Regions from separate parts of the Mus musculus genome. Here region 1 is linked to region 2. Evidence: chromatin contacts called from public promoter capture Hi-C data. All regions are on one chromosome and are shown on one strand. Each heading gives the region's core, a stretch centred on a gene start, on an enhancer-like site or on the middle of the called end of the contact. The rest is flanking DNA. Distances are from core to core; before and after follow the strand shown.

The links. Promoter capture Hi-C pulls out the DNA fragments that hold promoters and counts their contacts.
Region 1: a promoter capture Hi-C map of liver shows a contact between it and region 2, with 5 times the contacts expected there. The contact joins the promoter of Fut2 here to the promoter of Ntf5 in region 2. A contact is called at or near these places in 9 of 39 promoter capture datasets (the 3T3-L1 cell line, the HPC-7 cell line, hematopoietic stem and progenitor cells and 5 more), 2 of 115 datasets of contacts at active chromatin or transcription factors (embryonic stem cells and pancreatic cancer cells) and 4 of 9 other capture datasets (adipose tissue, liver, macrophages and 1 more).

The regions. Positions count from the first base shown.
Region 1 is chr7:45,662,655-45,667,870 of GRCm38.p6, reverse strand. It overlaps Fut2 (fucosyltransferase 2), which reads left to right and starts at 1,477. Exons shown (of 3, transcript NM_001271993.1): 1 at 1,477-1,673. It overlaps Gm39008 (a long non-coding RNA gene), which reads right to left. Exons shown (of 5, transcript XR_882068.2): 2 at 4,264-4,358; 3 at 1,455-2,968.
Region 2 is chr7:45,410,943-45,416,532 of GRCm38.p6, reverse strand. It overlaps Ntf5 (neurotrophin 5), which reads right to left and starts at 2,838. Exons shown (of 3, transcript NM_198190.1): 1 at 2,745-2,838; 2 at 1,679-1,802; 3 at 1-1,098. The coding sequence starts at 1,087. The coding sequence ends at 458. Kcna7 (potassium voltage-gated channel, shaker-related subfamily, member 7) reads right to left here. Exons shown (of 2, transcript NM_010596.2): 2 at 5,151-5,590.

The DNA of each region.
Region 1 (5,216 bases), core at 228-2,727, 250 kb before region 2:
CGCGCGCGCACGCGCTCTCTCTCTCTCTCTGTTAGTTCTCTATGTCTCTCTCAGTATCTGTCTCTCTCTCTCATGTCCCCACTCCAAATTGGCCTTTTGCTCTCCCAGAGCAGAGGAAAGGTACCCTTTTTGTCACTTTATCCTAATATTGGTGGCACTTCTTTAATGCTAGCACTCAGGAGGCAAATGGATCGCTGGGAGTTTGAGATCAGTCTGGCCTACATACATAATGAGTTCTGGCACAGGCAGGGCTCTAGAGAGACCCTGTCTCAAAACAAACAAGCAAACACACAAAACAAACAATAACAGAACGTGAACAGAAGTGACAAGAACTGTTTTTTGTGTGGCCTTGGCCAAGCCTCAGCTTGCCTGGCTTCAGATGGCTGTGTGACTTCAAGGGAGTTACTTTCCCTCTCTGTACTTGGCTTTCTCCTGTGCACATAGATCTATTAAGCGTGCATAGTATTAGGGATGCACACTATATTCATCTTAGTACTTGAGAGGCAGAAACAGGTAGATCTTTGATTTCAAGGCCATCCAGGGTTACATAAGTTCCAGGCAAACCAGGGCTACATAGTGAGACCCTGTCTCAGAGCTAAAGAGAGTCAGCCATAGGGGGTGAGTGTATGGTTCATGAGGCCTGTACTCAATTTCCTACATACCAAAAGGGAAGGGGAAAAAAGAATCTTTGTATACTGTTGGCTCTCAAGTTCACTCATTTGGTGAAGCTGTGCTGAGCAAGCATGTGGACCAGAGTTCAATACCCAGACCAAGGAAAGCCCAGGGGTGAGGGAATGACTCAGCCCACAGAGGCTACACACATAAATAAAAATAAAATATTTCTTTAAAAAAAAAAAAAAAGAAAGAAAGAAAAGCTTCAGAACCAAAGAACCGAAGAGTTGGAATGTGTGCTGTGTGGGCCTGAGGACCCGAGTTCAATTCCCCGCACATGCACAAAAGAAGGTGAAGAAGAGAGTCAGTAAGATGGCTTCGCAGATGAAAGCACCTACCTCCCAAACCTGAAGTCGTGATGCTGTAATACTAGCTCTCCTGCAGTGAGGGGGGACAGAGAGAGGAGCGCCATGCAACAAAAGCCCTCAAGTCACCCAGCTTGAGATACACAACATGGCAGCCACAGAGGAGACTCCGACCAGGTCGGAATATGAGGACATCCAAAAGTAGAGTAGTCCTCAGGACTCCACACGTGTGCTCTTTTTTCCTTTTTTAAGTTGAAAAGCACCTGCTAACAGGGTAGACAGCCACACACACACACACACACACACACACACACGTGCACGCATGCATAAAAATCCAAAAAAGTGTTGTTGTTGTTGTTGTTGACAGAGGTTGAGGCTCTTGGGAATCTGCAGGAGAAGGCAGGGCTGGACTGTGTCAATTTCTTCAAACTGCCCCTCCTGGCTATCATCCCAGCAGGCACCTGAGAGGAAGCTAACCTTTGACTGCCTCCTCCGGGTCCAGCCTCTCTGGTTCTAGGATGTCAGCAGGTACACCCTGGGTGGAGTTTCTATCCAGGGCTGTGGTTAAACTCAGGAAGTTTCCTTGGTCCTGAACGAAGAGCCAAGCTGGAAGATACACACTGCCGTCCAGTCCGCAGAGCCACGCTGCGGTTCGTCCATTCCTAGGTCATTTCCCTGTTACCACAGCCAGAAGAGGTGAGTACAGGTGAGGAGGTTGGGGGCAGGTCCCCTGAATCCTGACGAGCCCTAGGGATCCAGGAACTGGATGCATTGGTCTCTGACCCCACCCCAGGGCTCTCTGGAAGGAGATGCCATTGCTGAGAAGAGACCCTGGTTCTCCCAGACTCTGGAGTCCCAGCCTCAAGTCCCCAGCTAGTTCCTTCAGGTCCTGAGTCCTCCAGATCCCGGGATCCCAGACCTTAGTTTTTCCAGTCCCTGGGTCTCCCAAGCTCCCGGCTCACCAGCCCTGTGTTCGCCCAGCACCCCCATAGCCCTACTCCCTGCACACCGACTACCATCCTGCCCTGCTGGTTGACCTCTTAACCCCAATCTCCGCTTCACCTCTCAGATCCTCAGCTCTCTCCCTGCTACTGATTCCAGTAACAAGAGTAGATGAAAGGCAGAATTGGGCTGGATGTAACCGGATTTTCCTGTTCCCGTATCCTTGGCTTCCATATCAGCCTAGGGGGCCCTCAGAAACCTGCAGCTGTCATGGGGGGCAGGGGGGGGGGAGGATCCCGATCCTCTGTTGGAGATTTCAATGTGGCAGCTACTCTGATAAACTGCCCTGAGACTCCTAATGCCAGTGTTCCTTGGCACAGGGACAGAACAGGAAGAAAGCGGTGCCAGTCACAGGAATGGCACTGATGGGGTGGAGCCAGCCATGTACCTGGCTCCTGTCTCTGAGCTGATGTGGAGGGGATGCTGGGGGCAGGGCGCTCTGGGTGGAAAAGGCAGTTCTGAGGACACAGGCTAGAAAGAGGTGAGTGCAGCGGCTTATGCTTGTCATACTAGTATTCAAGACGCTGAGGCAGGAGCATTGCTAAGTTAGGTATCAGCCTGGACTACATCGAGAGAGCTTCTCTCTCTGCTTCTAGGGAACTGGAGAAGGATTCTTCCTTCAAAGCTGGGACCTCTTTCCAGCATACCGCACCCCTCCAACAGAAGGTAAACTGAGGCTAGGCACATGGTAATTGATCTTCCTGACCACAGAGATCAAAGAGAGAGTCTAAGCTCCTCCCATTGCCTCCTCAGCCTTGGACTGGAGCCAAACTGCTGCTCTACAGTCCTCCATGGCTTCAGCTTCCAGTCCTCCCACAGTCCTTGGTCTTCCCAAACTCACCCAAGTGCCTACCTAGCCTTTGGATCACAAGTGATGTGAATCTGGCTCCCTTCCTTAGCGGCAGTCTGCTGTCCCCTGAGAAGACGGCAAAGGCGACTGAACATGAGTCTGTAGTCCCCGAGCAGCTCCGGGTGTCAGCATTGTGCTCCTATAAAGTGAATCAAAGGCCAAGGGCATGGCTCTGGCCATAACCCACCCTTTTTTCCGGCTTTTCTAGGTAGGGTTTCCCTGTGTGCGGCTGGCTGCCCTAGAACTCACTCTGTAGACCAGGCTGAAATCCGCCTGCCTCCTGTGTGCTGGGATTAAAGGTGTGCGCCACTTGCCTGAGCCCCACAGTCCCCATCTTTTCCCCAAAGTTGGATATGACCTCACAGCAGGCTCTGACCTTTCTTTGCCCTTTGGTCTCCCTGCCATTGCTTCCCTTCCTGAGGGATGGGAAGCAGCAGAGAGGCAGCCTGAAGTCCTTCGTCCAGAACAGCCTCCTTTCCTTGTTCTCAGAGGCCAGACAAGCCTTCCTGTGTTCCTGTTTGCAGGAGGAGACTCAGAGCCCTCAGATCAAAAGCCCAGAGATTAGCAGGTTGGATTTCAAAGTGTGTTTTTCCAGTGTTTTCCCACCGTAGAATTGGTGCCAGGATGAGCTTGGTGGAGCAGACCTGACATCCCAGATACCTCAGAGGCTGAAAAAGAAGGGCACAGTCCAAGGCCAGGCTAACTGAATGAATTCAGCCTGGGCAACTTAGTGAGACCTCGTCTATAAAGTGGGGGTATGGCAGCTCCAAGGTAGGGTTAAGAAGAAGGACTTTAGTGTAGATATGAGAGAGAATAGCCAGAGAGTCCAGAGAGTCCAGGACAGGGAGGGAAAGTAACATATTATAGAAAGGAAGAGAGGGTGTGGGGGCAGAGAGGAAGCCAGAGTGACAACCAAGGAGACTAAGAAAAAAACCAAAGGGGAATGTGATGAGCATAGAAAAAAAAAAAAAAAATAGTGTCTTCTAGGCCTGTAAAAGTAGCTCAGCTGGGAGCCCCACTACAGCAAGGCTGCACCCGGAAACCAGAACCCGCCCGGTTGCATTTAAAAATGAGGGCATGACTTCAAGGTTTGGTTGAGCCGATTTTAGATACAAGGGTGAAAGATGCAGGGGAGTCTGGAAGGATCCAGACTGGACACAGCCCTGGGGGAGGGGATGAGAACGAGAGAGGACGAGAAATGGGAGAAAAAAATGGCAAAGGGTGAAAGAGAGTCCAGGCGCAGCAGGAAGAGCCAAGAGGATATTTAGGGATGGAAGAAGCTGGAGGAGGGGAAGGGAATGAAGCCCAGGGGTTGGATAGGTTTAGGGTCAAGGGTGGGGTATGCCAACTAGGATGATTCTGAGAGTGGATGGTCCACTGGGGTTTGTTAACGAGGCTCTTCAGCCATTTGCCCTGGGTTTCTTTGAGACTTACCATTTTCAGCCTTTTGTTGATGATATAGGGCTAGTTAATCTCCTCCATAACTGCTTCCTGCTGAAATCGGGGTGTTGTTGTTGGGCCCAGGAAGGCTGGGATGATATGCAAAAGACAAGAAGAGGCTGGGATGATATGCAAAAGACAAGAAGGTAAAGAGAAGTGGAGGCTGGGGCACATCTGTTTTGCTCCCTGCCCATGTTCTGCGGGACTATCTGGGGGCGACTGTAGCACAGGCTACTTCCCAGCAGTCTGACGAAGGGGCTCAGGCTGGTCAGAAAGTCCCTCGGAAGCAACTATGGCTAACGCAACTGGAAATCTGCGCCTGGAAATCTGCTGGGTCAGACATAGACAAGGGACAGAAAGTAAAGCTAAGGAGCTTATGGGAAAATGTTTGTCTTAAGTGCACATTTGAAACTTCCAGGCCTGTAGTCAGGGAGGGGGGAGGCCCAAGGCCAGGGAACAGGGCTGGGGATGGGGTTCCACACTGATGACTACACAGGTGGGGAAACTGAGGAATACTTATCTGGAGTCCTTTCGACCTGTGATGGGTGGATACAAGTTGCGACTTCCTGAAGCTTACAAAAATTGTGTACATTTACAGGAAGAGATAAAAGTTTTAGATAGCCGGGTGTGGTGGCACACGCCTTTAATCCCAGCACTCGGGAGGCAGAGGCAGGCGGATATCTGAGGCCAGCCTGGGTTAAAGAGTGAGTTCCAGGACAGCGTGGGCTACACAGAGAAACCCTGTCTAGAACCGAACCCCGCTCCCTCCACCAAAGAAGAAAGAACTTGTGTACAGGAAGCTTAATAAAGCTTGCTTCTGTAATTAATTGCATCAGTTCTTAGTATGACTACAAGTATATTCCTGAGGCATATAAAGTTTGCAAGACCATCTTTTGATACATATGCAGCTAGAGACACGAGCTCCGGGGTACTGGTTAGTTCATATT
Region 2 (5,590 bases), core at 1,589-4,088:
GGTTTATGATGTTCAGGATGGAGCCCAGGACTGTGTGCGTGCCAGGCAACCAGAAACAGCCTACTGATGGAGGCCTAGCTCCAGCGCATGCATCATGCATCCCCTTTTCATGCGTTCTTTCCTCGTCCGTTTTGATGAGCCAGGGTCCTCTGATGTTAAAATGGTTGCCAAAGTCATATATCAGGTCTGATAAACAGGAGATAGTAAACATTGGCTATTGTTATTAATGTCAAGTTCCTCCGGGAGAACTCCTATTCATCACTTGAAACCTCATTTGGTTTCACCATACATTCCACACAGACTGAGATTTGAGAGAGATTTGATTCTTTGGTTATTCCAGTTCCCAGTCATAAGGCACGGTAGAGCAGCCAGGCCACCCCTGTGGTCCTTTCAGCATCCAGCTTTGGTTTTTTGTTTTTTGTTTTCCCTCAACTTGGGCAGTTCCCAAGCCTGGACCTCAGGCTCGGCCTGTTCGGCTGAGGAGCGTGCAGACGCAAGCTGTGTCGATCCGAATCCAGCGCCAGCCTACGCGGCCCTGGGAGTCTGCAGTCAACGCCCGCACATAGGACTGCTTAGCCTTGCATTCTGAGAGCCAGTGCCTCCGATCCACGCCGCGACAACCCCCTCCGCCCACACCTGGGCCACCTTCCCCAGCGCTTTCGGCCTTGCAGCGCGTCTCGAAGAAGTACTGACGCAGGGGACTGCCACCTGCCGCAGGCACCTCGCCCAGCACCTCCACCTCGCGCCCACGCAAGTCCACAGCTGTCCGCCGGTCGGTCACCCAGCCACTCACTGCGTCGCATACTGCCAGCTCACCCCGGCGGCTTGCGGGTGCGGTCTCACTCACCCCGCGCCGGCTGCGGTTGGCTGGGGCCCCTGCCGGCTCTCCATAGGCCCCGGCCTCCAGCAGGAAGAGGAGAGGGGGCCCGGCAGGGGCGCCCCTTGACAGGGCCACTCGGGGAGACAAGAGGTCCCACTCAGGGGCCAGAAATGGGGGCAGGGTGGAGGATGGGGGGTGGGGCTCCATGGGGACGCTGGGGAGGAGGAAGAGGAAAAGGAGGAGAGAACAGGAGTGGCGAGGGAGCATGGCTTGCACACCTGAAGAGAAAGAGGGCTGTGGTTAGAGAAGAAAGACACCTGAGTAACGGAAGTCAGGGACCCCTCCTCCTGCCCCACCCGAGGGCAGATGTTGCGTGGCAGACTATGGGAGGACCTTAGGAATACCTTATGCTCTAGAACCTGGGGATTGTTTAACTTTTAGGTTAATAATAAGTATCCAGTTAGTCTAAACAAAAAGGCAAAACTGGGTGTGGTGATGCACACCTGTAACCTCGGCAACCAGGAGGCAGAGGCAGGAAGATGGCCACAAGTTGGAGGCCTGTCCGGTTTGCACGAGTTCCACGCCAGCCAGGGCTGGACGGTCAAACCCAAGGAGAAATGCTTTCTACCGGGTCACACAGCCAAGAAGTGGCATGGGTAAGATCTGAAATCCGTGCAGTGCCACTTGGCCCTCGTGTTCCTATAACCTGGAGGAGCCCCTCGGATCCTGTCGTTCTCGTTTTTCCCTGAGTGTGAGACTGACTTGGCTGCTGGGAGATGCTGGGAGGGATATGGAGAGACTAGAACATTCTAGAAGCCGGGCCAGGACTGGAAAGCAGCAGGTGAATGAATACCAGACCTGTCAACAGCAGCACCTCCACCTCCTCACTCTGGGACTGGGGGCCCCCAGGCTGTGTGGGGCCCCTTTGTAGGATACAGGTAGTCTCCTCCCTGACATCTCAGGAGAGGGAGGGGGCAACCACCTGCGGGAGGAAGGAAACCAGTTACATAGGCAGATGGGGGAAGGGCGCGACCTCTCAAAAAAAAAAAAAAAAAAAAAAGCCACCCTTTCCAGAGTCTTTGAAAGCCTAGGGTACCCTGGAGTAGATGCCCCGCCCACCTCCAGAGGGCCCCCCTTCCCTGTGCAGGTGACAGCTTTGGAGGGATGAGAAGCAGATGGGGGGGGGGGAGCAGAGAGGAGGGGCAGGTGAGGCAACTGGAAGAGATTACATCCCCTCCTCCCGTCCTCCAGTCCTCCACTAAACGCGGCGGAGGTGGGGCTGGCCTGGACACCCGGGTCCCCGCCGGCCCACGCTCTGGGTCCCTGAGGCTGCTTCCTGGAATGTTCGCTCCTCGCAGGACAGGCCAGGGCCCGCCCAAGACTCCGACTGCGCATACCTGGAGTGTCTGGCTGGCCAGGCTCCGAGGTGGGGGAATGGGAAGTGTTGAGTGTGATCAGGGGCAGAAGTTTACCACACCATTACAGGGAGTGCGGGTGCCCGCTGCCTCCTCCCTCAGACTTTGTTCAGGTCCACAGCTGCCTCCTTCCTCAGACCCAGGGGCCCAAGGCCCCTGAACCATCCTCCCTCAGGTGACCTGGTTCCCCAGATGCCTCCTCCTGCAAACTAAGTTTCTTGGACTCCAGACGCCTCCTCCCTCAGACCCACAGGTTCTAGGGTTGCGGCCCCTCCTCCAAGGTGTTCATAAATGGAGATTCCCTGCTTCACACATCCAGGAAAATGGGGCTGGGGATCCCTATTCCTGAGTTAGGTGGAGGGGACCCGCTCCACCTCTGGGAGACTTCCGTCCTGCCTCAGTTTCCTCCGCCAAACCCCGCCCCTGTCGGCCCCGCCCCCGTCCCTCCCTACCCGGGGGCCGGGCGACCCGGACCGTGTAGTCTGCCAGAGGAGGCGAGGAGCTCTTACCTGGGGCGCCCTTCTCTGCTCCCCGGCTGCCCCTGGCGCCGCTGCGGCTCCTCCTCCGGCTCGCTGGCAGCTCGGACGCCCGCTGCTCGCCGGCTGCTCGCCGTTTGCGCTTGGGAGGGCCTGGGTCTGGGAGGAGGCGGGGCGGCGCCCGACGGCGGAGGAGGGGCGGCGGATCCCGCCTAGCACGCGCGGGCCGGCACCTTGGAAGCTCGGCCTCGACCACTTCAGCTCCAGAAGTCTAGGCTGTAACCCTCCTCCATCAGACACTGGGGTCCACACTCCGCCCCTCCTCTCTCAGACCCAGGGGTCCAGGCGCCAGCCCTCCTCCTTTAGACTCGGGTCCAGACCCCAGTCCTCCTCCCTTAGACCCAGTATTCAGAACCTCAGCCCTTCCCTTCAGACCGGGGAATTGCTATGGTGTCTAGAGCAGGTTCCCACCCTCCGCTCCTGTCTCCCTTCCTGGGTCTCCCAGCCAGACATTAGCCAGCTGGGCTTGTGCAGTGATAAGGCTCAATGCCTGGAGACAGTGACTGTCCGGGCTCCCCCACATAGTCTTCTATCCTGGAATTTCTTGGCCGGGGACCAGGAAGACTTGGTTGGAGTGGATAAGAACACTTCAAGGTAATTAGAGTGAGGAGACCATGATGGGCTTTCAGAACTGTGACCTGCCCAGCGAAACAGCAAACTGTGACCATAAGACACGGGGACAAAAACCCACCCAGAGGGCTGGAGAGATGGCTCAGCGGTTAAGAGCACTGAACTGACTGCTCTTCCAGAGGTTCTGAGTTCAATTCCCAGCAACCACATGGTGGCTCACAGCCATCTGTAATAGGATCTGATGCCCTCTTCTGGAGTGTCTGCAGACAGCTACAGTGTACTGGTATATATTAAATAAAAAATAAAATAAAATGAAATAAAATAAAATAATTTTTAAAAACCCACCCAGAGAAACAGGGCCCTAGAGGGAGGAAATCACCCCCTCAGAAAGAAAGGCAGGATGCTGGAGAGACCTCAAGCAGGGTGTCTCTGCAGCAGACAGGCTCCTTGGGTGGCAGGGCCCTTGACTCTGCCATGCCCCCACTCTGGGACTCTAGTTCCCCTAACCCTGAGCTATATTTAGGAGGAAAGCTGACACTTGCCTTGGGGGGGGGTCACCCAGCACCCATCCCCCCAACCTAAATATAGCATGGCAAAGTGGCAGGAAGGGTGTCCCCGGATTAGGGTGTTCCCCTCAAGGTGCCATCCCAGCTGGGGTGACTCAGACCCCACTCAGGTTGTTTCCTGGAGGTGGGATGGGACACTTCCTAGTCTGGGTGCCCATTTGGGTCACCCCTCTGACCTTTCATTCTTTCCTGACATGACCCGTTCCTACCAAGGGACTCCAACTCCAGTCTCTGGGCATCAAGGGAGAAGTCTATAAAGAGAGGGAAATTCTGTCTCTTGTCTTTTTTTTTTTTTTTTTTGTTTTTTTTTTTTGTTTTTTTGCGAGACAGGGTTTCTCTGTATAGCCCTGGCTATCCTGGAACTCACTTTGTAGACCAGGCTGGCCTCGAACTCAGAAATTCGCCTGCCTCTGCCTCCCGAGTGCTGGGATTAAAGGCGTGCGCCACCACGCCCGGCCTCTGTCTCTTGTCTTTATCTCTCTTCTTGCTTCTCTTTCTCCGTCTCTGTCTCTCTCTCCCTCCCTCTCTCCCTGTCTCCCTGCTCTCTGAGCTCTGCTTTTCCTTCTGCCTGGCATCTGTCTTCTCTACGGGGCATGCTCCCCCTCTGCCTCCAGCACCCCTTCCCTGTATTCTGTGATAGAGTCCGTCCGTGTCTTTGGTCCCTATGCAAATCCATCTCCATTTCTGTGCCAGTCAGTGAGTATGTTTGGGTGAAGTGCCCACCCTGAGATTCTGCCATGTTTGTCACCGTCACACTCTTGTCACTGTCCCTCCTTCCTCTCTCTTGTATAGCAATATGGGTGGTGGTGAAAGCGGCTCCTGCCACAACCTTCTCCTGGTGGCTTATGGCTTGGGTGTCTCAGAGGAGCCAAATCTTCCTGGCAGCCCCTCTAAGATGCTTCACCCTCAGGTCTTAAGCAAGAGTTCATATGACTAAAGCAGGTGATATCGTTATGAAAAATAACTCAACACTAGGCACCGATGATCAGACTTTAATAAGTTAATGCCAGTCAAACACCTTGTTAGTGATTGTAACCTCTCCTGCTCCCCAAAATGTCTCTCAGGCCCAGAAGACTCCAAAAATGTTTTCCTGGAGCTTAGGGTGATGCTGTTCCCTCCAATATCACCTTCCTCCTCTAGATGAGGCAGTCTTGCCAGATATGGTGACACCACCCCCCAGCTTTAATCCCAGCACTTGTGAAGCAGAGACAGGAAGAGCTCTGTGAATTCAAGGCCAGGCTGGTCTACGTAGTGAGTTCCAGGACAGCCAACACTACAAAGAGGGACCCTGTTTTAAGGGATAAAAACAAAGGACACAGGACCAGTGGCCTCAGGCAATACCTGCACACCAGAAGTTGTGGGGGTGTCACAGGCAGGCCACCTGGCACCAGCCTTGGTCCTATGACGTGCTGGGTAACCTTGAGGGAAGCCACAGCACACTACAGCCTTGGGTTTCTGTCCTAGGAAACACAGAGCACCTCCAGGAGTGTGGTGACCTTCCTTGGCTCTAAGGGATGCTGACGCCATGGCTTAGAGTCTGTTATGACTCAGAGAATAGAGAGGATGACCCTTGGGCTCCAGGTCCTTCTCCCCCCCCCCCCCACATCTCTTCCTCTTTACCTGCTCTGTCTCTCCCTCCTTCCCTTCCCTCTTTCCCCCTCCCCTGCTCCTCCTGCTCCTTCT